Regions from separate parts of the Sus scrofa genome. Here region 1 is linked to region 2. Evidence: chromatin contacts called from public HiChIP or PLAC-seq data. All regions are on one chromosome and are shown on one strand. The core of a region is the stretch at or near the end of the contact, and the rest is flanking DNA. Distances in the headings are between cores, read along the strand shown. Region 1 holds the start of MRPS9 (mitochondrial ribosomal protein S9). Region 2 holds the start of TGFBRAP1 (transforming growth factor-beta receptor-associated protein 1).

Evidence for each region. HiChIP or PLAC-seq counts read pairs in DNA pulled down with a chosen protein or histone mark.
Region 1: an H3K27ac HiChIP or PLAC-seq map of alveolar macrophages shows a contact between it and region 2. The contact joins the promoter of MRPS9 here to the promoter of TGFBRAP1 in region 2. A contact is called at or near these places in 1 of 47 Hi-C or Micro-C datasets (liver) and 1 of 2 datasets of contacts at active chromatin or transcription factors (alveolar macrophages).

Annotation. Positions count from the first base shown.
Region 1 is chr3:49,679,522-49,684,062 of Sscrofa11.1, forward strand. MRPS9 (mitochondrial ribosomal protein S9) reads right to left here and starts at 1,877. Exons shown (of 11, transcript NM_001244553.1): 1 at 1,720-1,877. The coding sequence starts at 1,854.
Region 2 is chr3:49,466,651-49,471,582 of Sscrofa11.1, forward strand. It overlaps TGFBRAP1 (transforming growth factor-beta receptor-associated protein 1), which reads left to right and starts at 3,248. Exons shown (of 12, transcript XM_003354707.5): 1 at 3,248-3,860. The coding sequence starts at 3,832. It overlaps LOC100625214 (a long non-coding RNA gene), which reads left to right. Exons shown (of 3, transcript XR_130489.4): 3 at 532-2,444.

The DNA.
Region 1 (4,541 bases), core at 627-3,126, 210 kb after region 2:
ACACCAATGATGGACTGCTAGAAAAGCTATGTGGAAATATCTATTAAATGACTGCTGATAAGCACACATCCTTTGCAGCAATCACCTCACACCTAGAACGCTCTCCTATAGAAATAAAAGCATCAGGTGGAGGATACCTGATGTAATAAGAATTACAAAAGGATATTTACTGAACTCTTTGGGAAGAAAAAGGAAACAAAGCAAATGCCCTGCAACTGTTGGATTAACTTTGATACACTTATGCCACAGAATATTACGCAGCAGTTAAGACATGTAACAAGTGACTTGGGGGGAATTCTACTATACCTGTAAGCTAAAGAAGCAAAAAGTAGAACAGAGTCCATCTTTTGGAAGTATGCATATGCATGTACGTCTCTATATGATTAAAAGAACATAGGGAAAGACCCAGGATACAGACACTCCAAGGTTTGGGAGTTCCGGGGAGGGAGAAAAAGTTAGCAACTCTCTGCCACCTCCTTCACATTAACTGTCAACAATAAAAAACAGTCTGTATGCTACAACCCTTTTACAGACAATTAACTGCATACAAGAAGGATATATTCGAAAGACATGCATGAATAAAAACTCTGAGCATATATTCCAATTAAAAAATAAAAGCAAATGTCTGATGGATAAATGAATGGATGGCTTGGTTGATCTTGGTTATGTCTTTTAAAACATAAAGAAGATAGGAAAAAGATAAGTATTACTTTTTTGAATACAGTTTTTAGATCATAGTACTTGACTTCTTTACAATACTTGGTACTGTTAGTCACTTTCCCTCCTTAGAACATTCATCCCGTTTTCTATGACACCAGGCTGCCTATTCTTTGGCAGCTCATTCTCAATCTCCTGGGGGCTTTTCTTCCTCTACTGTTTGCCCTTCGGGGCTCGGTAACTGTGTTTATTACTCATTCAGCACACCCTCTCAAGATCTAATTCATTTCCAAGGTCGCAACTACCATCTACAAGGTCACAAAGGACTAGAACTCCCTTCTTGTAAATCAGCTCTCTTCTCGAACTACTGATTTGCCTATCTCTGAGCCTACCGGAAATCTCCACTTGGACATTCCAATTATAATTATATAACAGATACAAATATATCCAAAACTAAGCTCGTTTGCTTCCCTCTCAAATTTTACTCCTCCTCCTCAGACCCCATGTTAGTGAACTGCATCACCATCCAATCATCTGTGAGGCTAGATTCCTGGCTTCCCACTGCCCTTGGGCTTAAAGTTACAAGTCCTAGTCTCCATCGCTCCAGAGACCAAGTACCGGGAAAATTAAGAAAACAGAAACGGCACAGATACAAGGCATTTTAAAACTGTCACTAACTCTCCACTTCACTGGGTGACTTTCTCCATTAAGTATTCGGGTCACTGCAAAGAGTCCAGTTCTCAACCGTCTCCTCCAGCGCGGCCTTCCTCCCTCTGGACCGCGGGGCTCGCGGGCAGGACCCATCACCCGCTCCAGCGGATCAAAGGAGGAATCGCTCTCGGTGCGTCTCAGATAACTTCTCCCTCACCACACCCTGCGAAAACCAGAAACAACCTCCAGGTGGCGGCTGAAAGGCAATTCCACTGCTCTAACTCAGACCCTCACTGAGCACCGAAGACCCCAGGGCCCCCGTCTGAGGGCGCAGAGACGGACCGCGGCGGCGGCGGCGGCTCCACATTCTCGCGTCACAGGAACAACACACCAACTTCTCTCAGGCCTTACCTGGCATCTGGCACCTGCCTGCAGTTCAGGAGCTGCGGCTTTCCAGAGGACTTGTCCCCGCGCAAAGCTAACCCTACACCCGAGAAAGAGTCGATAGGAAACGGCTGCACCACAAAACACACAGGGAGCAGCCATGTTGGCCGCGGTAGAACGGGATGGGAAGGCGCAGGGGCGGAACTTGCGGGCTGCGCAGGCGCCAACTGGCTCCGCGTCCTGGAGGCTGTCGGGAATGGGCTGGGGCGGGGGGCGGGGTCTGCGGACGGAGGCTGCTCGTCGATGATTGGGTGCGTGAGTTCACGGGGCGTGTCCGACCACGCCCCCGGGCCCACGCCTGCAGACCGAAGAGAGGTTGCTTGTGCCCCTGGTCTCATCATTTCCTTAAATTTACCTTGAATCCCCTCCGCGAGTCTCTATGGATCTACTTCGACGCGACTATCTCACCAGCCCTCCAGTCCCACGCTGCCCTCGCGCCGGCTCCTCCGCGTAACCGGATCTTCACGCTTCATCACCCAGCCCCTATCCTCTCCCAGCAAGACCCGGCTCCACCTTCTGCTCCCAGAACGATCCCTTCCCGACAAAGGTTTTCCCTCTCCTATCTTATAGACGTTGAACAGGGTACAGGGCCTCCACCCTTCTCCGGAGGCTGGTTGTCTCCTAAGTGTATGATGCACAAGCTAACTCTTAAACCCGTGAGGACAGACACGTACTCTTCTTTGCTCGTCGCTCCTGTATTGTCAATACTAAGCCTCCCTGGAAGCCCCATCAAAACTAATGAATGGGTGTTGAATACAGATGAGTATGCCTCATGTGTACTCCTGTTTGTAATTCCCAGGGTGCTTGCTACGAAATACATACTAAATGAGGTAGTAAACTGCTCTGAAAGGGTTTCGGAACACTTAGATTTGAAGGATTGGCAAAATTAATACACACATACACACCTGAAGATCAGAGGTCATGTTGTCAAGAAAATAAATGCTATCTACTATCACCATTATTTCTTAAAACAGAACATTTTAACATCAGGAAGGTAGAAATGACATAAATCTCAAATGAGATGTTGTCCTTCAAATGGAATGCATGTAGTTGTATGAAAAGTTCACTCTCTGTTCTTTTTGTCACCTTTTAGGCCAGTGAAACTTTAGGAAGTTGGCTAAGGCCCAGGAACCAACAAGTTTGGGAACCAAGACTTTAAAGGTCATTAAAGTAGGTGTCTTTGTAGAGAACAGACTTGTGTGGCCAAGGGGTTGGGAAGGGGAGTGGGGTAGACTGGGAGTTTGGGATTAGCAGATACAAACTATTACATTTAGAATGGATAAGCGATGAGGTCCTGCTGTATAGCACAGGGAACTATATCCAGTCTCCTGGGATAGAACCATGATGGAAAATAGTAATAAAAGTACGCACATATCACTGAGTCACTTTGCTGTACAGCAGGACTTGGCACAACATTTTCAATCAACCATACTTTAATGCAAAATGTTTAAAAAATAGATGTCTTTAAACGGCATTCCTGCACACTCTAAAAAAATGTATTTAACTTAATTGTGGAAATTTCACCAGGTAAAGACTAATAAGTGTGTAGAAGCAGAATTTATATCACTTTTTAAAAATGACATGTTGGAGCATATAAAAACTACATAAGTACTGAAATTAAGTTTAGGAATTGTGGGAGTTTTTTCTGCTATTTTTCCTCTAAAATTGTCATTACACTCTTTTACTAGATTGCGGTAAAGCAAGTGTAATACATCTCCCACCTCTAGGGGCAACCCTTGGACTGCTGCATGGAATTTCCTGTGTAGCCTTTGAGTTTGGGAAGAAATACAAAGCTACAGGCTGATATTGGGTGCATACTTTAAAGAAAGAAGGAAAGATGGGAATCAGAAATGTACTTGTAAACATTTAAAATATAAAAAAACTGTAACTTTATCAAATAGCTAACACTCTTATCTTTAATATTTCATTTAATATTTATCTTTTACTGAGCACCTCTTATGTCAGAGATATTAGGTTTCCTAGGTCCCATATTATTGGACACCACTGAACAGCTGAACTCTGCAAAAAGCAAATATCTGCTAAGTCAGAGTTCCAAAGTACAGGGTCTCCTTCAAAGACATCATGCATAAACTATGCTGTTCTATAAGCCGCTGCACTATATGCAGCTAGAGGTATGTACCAGTGCTAATAGTTTCCTTTATTATTCACTAAGAAGTAGCCTTGTCATTGCCTATGCCTGCTCCTGCCCACTAACCTACATATGGCACCTTCCTTAATAAAAGCCATGTGGGCTACAGCCCAGGGCTTTTTGTTCGTGGAACAGAGTGCCTCCTGTCCCCCACTTTCTAAATGTAAAAGCCTCTTGTGTGTTTTGTTATACCGTGCCGTCCCTCTTCCAGGATTCCGTGTTTCCCTGCAGTGCTGGTCGTGGCATCATATCAGGATCATAACATTGCAACCATCCAGCACGGTGGATTCATATAAATGTGATGGTCTGGTTCTAAAGTCAGCTTCTAAAATATCAGAAGAGTTCCCGTCGTGGCACAGCGGTAACGAATCCGACTAGGAACCATGAGGTTGCCGGTTTGATCCCTGACCTTGCTCAGTGGGTAAAAGATCCAGTGTTGCTGTGAGCTGTGGTTGCAGTTGTGGCTCGAATCCCATGTTGCAGTGGTGTGGCTGGCAGCTGCAGCTCCAATTGGACCCACAGCCTGGGAACCTCTATATGCCATGGGTTCCGCCATAAAAAGCAAGAAAAAAAAACCCTCATTACATAAAATATCACAAGAGTTGAAAAGGTGGAGTAATAGTACCAAGTGTTGCTGAGG
Region 2 (4,932 bases), core at 1,998-4,497:
CAGGCAATGTTTCAAATGGTCCAGGCAGAAGGGCCACCTCACAGAGATTCCTGCCACATCCAAGTAAGGAGGCTGTGACATCCGCACCCTCAAGCCAGATAGTCACCCTGACTGGAGGGGCCAGGCCTGTCAGCCCCGAAACCAAGACTGAAAACCAGACACCACGTGGACAAAGAGCATCTCAGAACCCCTGTGGGGACCAGTGATGTGAGGACCTGCCATCTCCCATTTCTCCTTGTCCTGGCACCTCAGAAATCCCCTAACCAGACACAGCCCTGAAGAAGGGGGCCGGCCTCGCTGTCAAGGTCATTGTCACTGCAGCTGAGTGGGGGCTTAAAGTGGAAATAAAGCTCTGGTACAGAGCTTTGTGTTGTTACACATTTGAATTTGTAGACCAAAGATTTATTTCTGGTAAAGTATTATCTGTGAGTATTATGTAGTAACCATACGTGCTTAAGTTTTAGTGTAAGAATTTTCCTTTTATTCAAAGATCATGATATTCTCACTAACATTTTTATTTGGTGCCAATAGTTGCCAAGAACGAAGCTGAGGGAAACCAACAAGCACTGTCCTGCCTGGCTGGCATCATCACCTCACTGGGTTAGAAGTTCCTCCAGGACAGATCTGTATGTTTCTTTTGACTCTCCCACCTCATCCTGAGCACGCACCGTGTCTGCACTTGAAGGTCTCGATAAATGTGTTGAATGAATGAATCATGAAAAGAATGTATACTGAGAACTTGGGGTATTGATTCTTCTTGTTGGCTATATAATGTTTAAGATATTTATGTTTCAGATATTTTATCAGATGTGCCAACTGTATGTCTGAGCACAAATAAAATTAAAATGCTTCATAGTGCATATAGCAACTGAAAAAATAGGTCACATTTTGCACTTATGTTTCTAGCTACTTAGAACCACAGTTCTGAGTTTCGGATAATTACCTTCAGTATCATAATTGATGATTATGTTATTTTATTATTGTCATTTCTCATTCCTTTTACAACCAGATCATATTGAAGCTGTGCTTATGTGCTTAGAACACTGACTTTCTTGTAAAACCCATCTCCTCGGTCACCTCTTTGATAAGGTCCCTGAAACCGTGTCTCTCATCTTTGGGTTCTCAGCAGCCAGCACAGTACCTGGCACACAGGATGAGACCAGGAAGTGTGTCCCAAGTGAGTGTGCATAAACCTTTCCTGATCCTCAGATGTTATTTTTTTGCCTTGGGATCGTATCCCATTCCATCACAGCTTCTCAAACTTGAATGAGCATTAGAGTCACCGGGAGAGCCTGACAATGCTTAGCTGGGCCCTACACCCAAAGTTTCTGATTTAAGAGGTGTGGCGTGTGGACACAAGAATCCACATTACTAACAAGTTCTGAAGTACTGCTGATACTGTTGACTATTGGCCTGTACTTTCTAAACCACTGCATTGAATTAAGCTTCTGGAAGACAGGGCCGGTCTTCCTCCTTTCAGGATGGTCTGCAGCCTCTGCTATGGTACTGAGCACACAGGAGCTGCTAAAAAATAGGAATAATTATTTGAATAACAGTTCAACAAGTTTCTTGGCATTCCCATTGTGGCTCAGCGGAAATGAATCTGACTAGGATCCATGAGGGCACAGGTTTGATCCCTGGCCTCGCTCAGTGGGTTAAGGATCCAGCGTTGCCATGAGCTATGGTGTAGGTCACAGACACAGCTAGGATCTGGCATTGCTGTGGCTGTGGTTTAGGCCAGCAGCTACAGCTCCTATTTGACCCCTAACCTGGGAACCTCCATATGCCATGGGTGAGGCCCCAAAAAGATTTTTAAAAAAAATCTTTCTTTGCTTAACATCATTTTCTAAAATGATACCCAAATGTGTAGATGTATACTCTTAATAAGAGAGATTATAAATTAGAGTAACAGTCTTTGCATGAAAAGCTTCTTTTAAAGATGACCTAGTTTATTAATATTGAGCAGCAGGAAGTGTAAAAAGTGGTTAAGTGCTTCCTCTAAGCAGACAGACAGCAAGCTCATGATGGACACACTCAGGAGCTTAGAGCCAGCGTGGAAGTGAGGAACTTGGCGTAAGTGTGAGTATGTGTAAGTGCAAGGATGCTGAGTTTGGGGAGTAGACTATAACTATGGAAGTATTTACTTGTATCTGATCAGCAGCTCTTAACCTTCATTAGTTTATTAGAACACATCTTTTCCACCTTCCAACATGTTTAGTATGAGCCCAAGGGATATTTAATAAATGTCAATGATTGAAGTTAATATTTTTATGAAAAAATATGACTTTGATCATTCTTAAATGTAACCAGTCAAAACATGAGGAATTTAGAATTAGCCTGATGTCAATCTTTGCACATTTCTAGTTATGTACATACAGCGATCAGTCATGTGAAACAGACTTCTCAGAAAGTTCAGGAAGAATAAATGTTTCTACATGGCATAATGTGCACCGTGAAGTTTGCCGTTTTTTAAAATCTCATAGCAAATCCTTTTCAGAAGGAAATAGTTATTTCTGAATTATCTCCTTTTACTCCTCTTGTTCGTTAACACATTTTCACTCTTACATTGTTTAAAGGAGAACACAAATGTTATTCTATATACTATTCCACCGACAGCTGAATTTCATATAGAAAAAGTTTCCAGTGGTGTTGAGTTCTGGGTTCTGACCCTTGCGCTCTTCTTACCACCGTGGACTGTGGGAGAAGTCTTTCACTTCTCTCTGCCTCTGTCCGCTTGCCTGCACAGTGCGGGAATCAGCAGTGCCTACCTGGTAAGGCGAAGTTTAAATGCCAGCACAGGGCTGAGGCCCTAACCTGGTAAGGCGAGGTTTAAATGCCAGCACAGGGCTGAGGCCCTAGCCCTGTGTCTGGCGGTTCTTCAACTAACCTTCCCCCGGGGCATGGTAGAGCAGTAAGAAGCAGAAGCACAGATGGGATTCTAGGCCCCACTGGGCCAGTGACAAGTGATGACAGTCACATATTCTCCGTGGGCCTGGGCAAAATGAGTTTACTCTTCTGTCCTCCAGCTCCCTGGCTCCACTGGCTGCCAGCCTCCTTAGACCTGAGAGGCCATTCACTGCCACTTGCCCTCGAAACACACATAGCCCTACAGTCTGGAAAACCACTGCCCCACCTGGGGGACCGGGCCAGTGACATGGGATCCACCCGCCAGAGCTGAAGCAGGGCCAGGGCTGGGGCACCTGTGAGACCATGAACTAAGAAGGGAAGGGGCTAAAAAATAGGCCACAGAAGATTAATTCCTGATGGTTCTTTATTTCCTTTCACTTTGGGGGGGTGTGTATCATTTGGTTTTCTCTCTCTGAATCAGAAGACCACAGAGTAGAATCTGGTATCTGCCTCCCAGTTGGGGATGACAGCTTTGTTCTATAATCCCCAGGGGCTGGAGGAAGGCTGTGGCCTCTGAAATTAGGGGAAATCACTGAGAAAACTGAGCTTTTTATATGCTAATAATCAACCACTGACGGTTCTGGTGGGAGCCTTCTCATGGTTTCATCATGCAACCGGATTTTGACTATGTTGAAAAGAGGCTGGTGATTCATCCGAACCTAGGGTTCCTCTCTGGCTTGATCCAAAAGAATAGCTATTGATGGGGTTTCCTAACAAAACGGGTGCCAGGACTCGCTGCTTCAGTAAGGACACCATGCGACCCTACTGCCCGAGGCTCTGGGCTAACTGTGGGCCTGGGCCGAGGGGTGGGCGGCTCGTGCCTAGCAATACGTTTCAGCTCGCGGGGGCCACCAGCAGCGGTCAGCCCCTCCAGCCCGACTTCGTCAGGTGGCAGAGTGGTCCAGCCTTTCCCAGGATTGACGGATGGATGGATTCATTCGTTCACGCAGCAGGTACACTGCTGGCGCCGTCGCGGCGCTGGAAATAGGGTGGTGAGCGAGTCCGGCAGGCCGGTTGTGGGAGGAGAAAGCTCGGCCCGGCGGCGGCAGCCTCACCGCGGTACCGACACCACCCTGCGCCGGGCGGGCTTTGCTCCGAGCGCTCGGTGGCGGTCGGCGCCTTTCCCTCCGGGCCCCTCCTCCCCCAGGCCGGCGCCGTAAGCCCTGCAGATCCTGAGCGCTGGGGCCGCAGGGGAGCCCCCCGGACCTCCAGGCCCGGCCCAGGGCGGGGTCTGCAGCCAACGCGGGGCCGCGGGCCGGACGGAGACCGGCGCTCCCGCCCTCGGCCGCCCACGTGACGGGAAGCGGCGGGGCTGGGCCGGAGCCGGGGCCGGGGCCCAGGAGCGCGGGGCCCGGAGCGGCCGGAGCGCGGGCCGGTGAGCGCGGGTGGGGAGCGCGGGGCGGCCGGGGGCACCGGACGGGGTTGGAGGGCGGCGGCCTGCGGGCAGGTGCGCGGCAGGTGCCCGGGCCGGAGCCAGGGGCCGGCGCGTGGAGGGGGCGGGTGCGCCGCGCGCCTGAGTTCCGGGCCGGGACCGTCCGCTACCCTGTCCTGGTCTGAGTCGGGGGCGGTCTTCTGGGGGTAGGTCCGCACCCCTGCGCCCCTCGCTCCACCACCGTCGTCTGTAGTGCTTCTGTCGACGTGATGAGCGCTTCCCAGAGCTCCTGGGATTCGAGAGCGCAAATTCCGGGTCACATTCGGGCCTGAAAATTTGGCCTCAACTGGAGAGCCGGCAGGAGTGTGCTGGGAGGCGGGGACACCATGCCCCTTTCTCAATCCAGGGTTGGCGGCCCGCTGTCACCCCTCGTTCGGAGGGGCAGGTGGAAGTTGGGTTCTCCATTGGCCTCATGGGTTTAAGGGGATGGCTTTCAGGACAGAAGCTGTGGTCTGCAGTTGCCGCAACTGCCATGGCTTCTACTGAGGGCTGTTGGGTGACCATTACATAGCTCCCTAGCCCCACTGGCTGCTGGAAATAGGGGGTCATGCAGTGCATCTTATTGCAGACCGACTGTATTGAGCGCTGGGGTC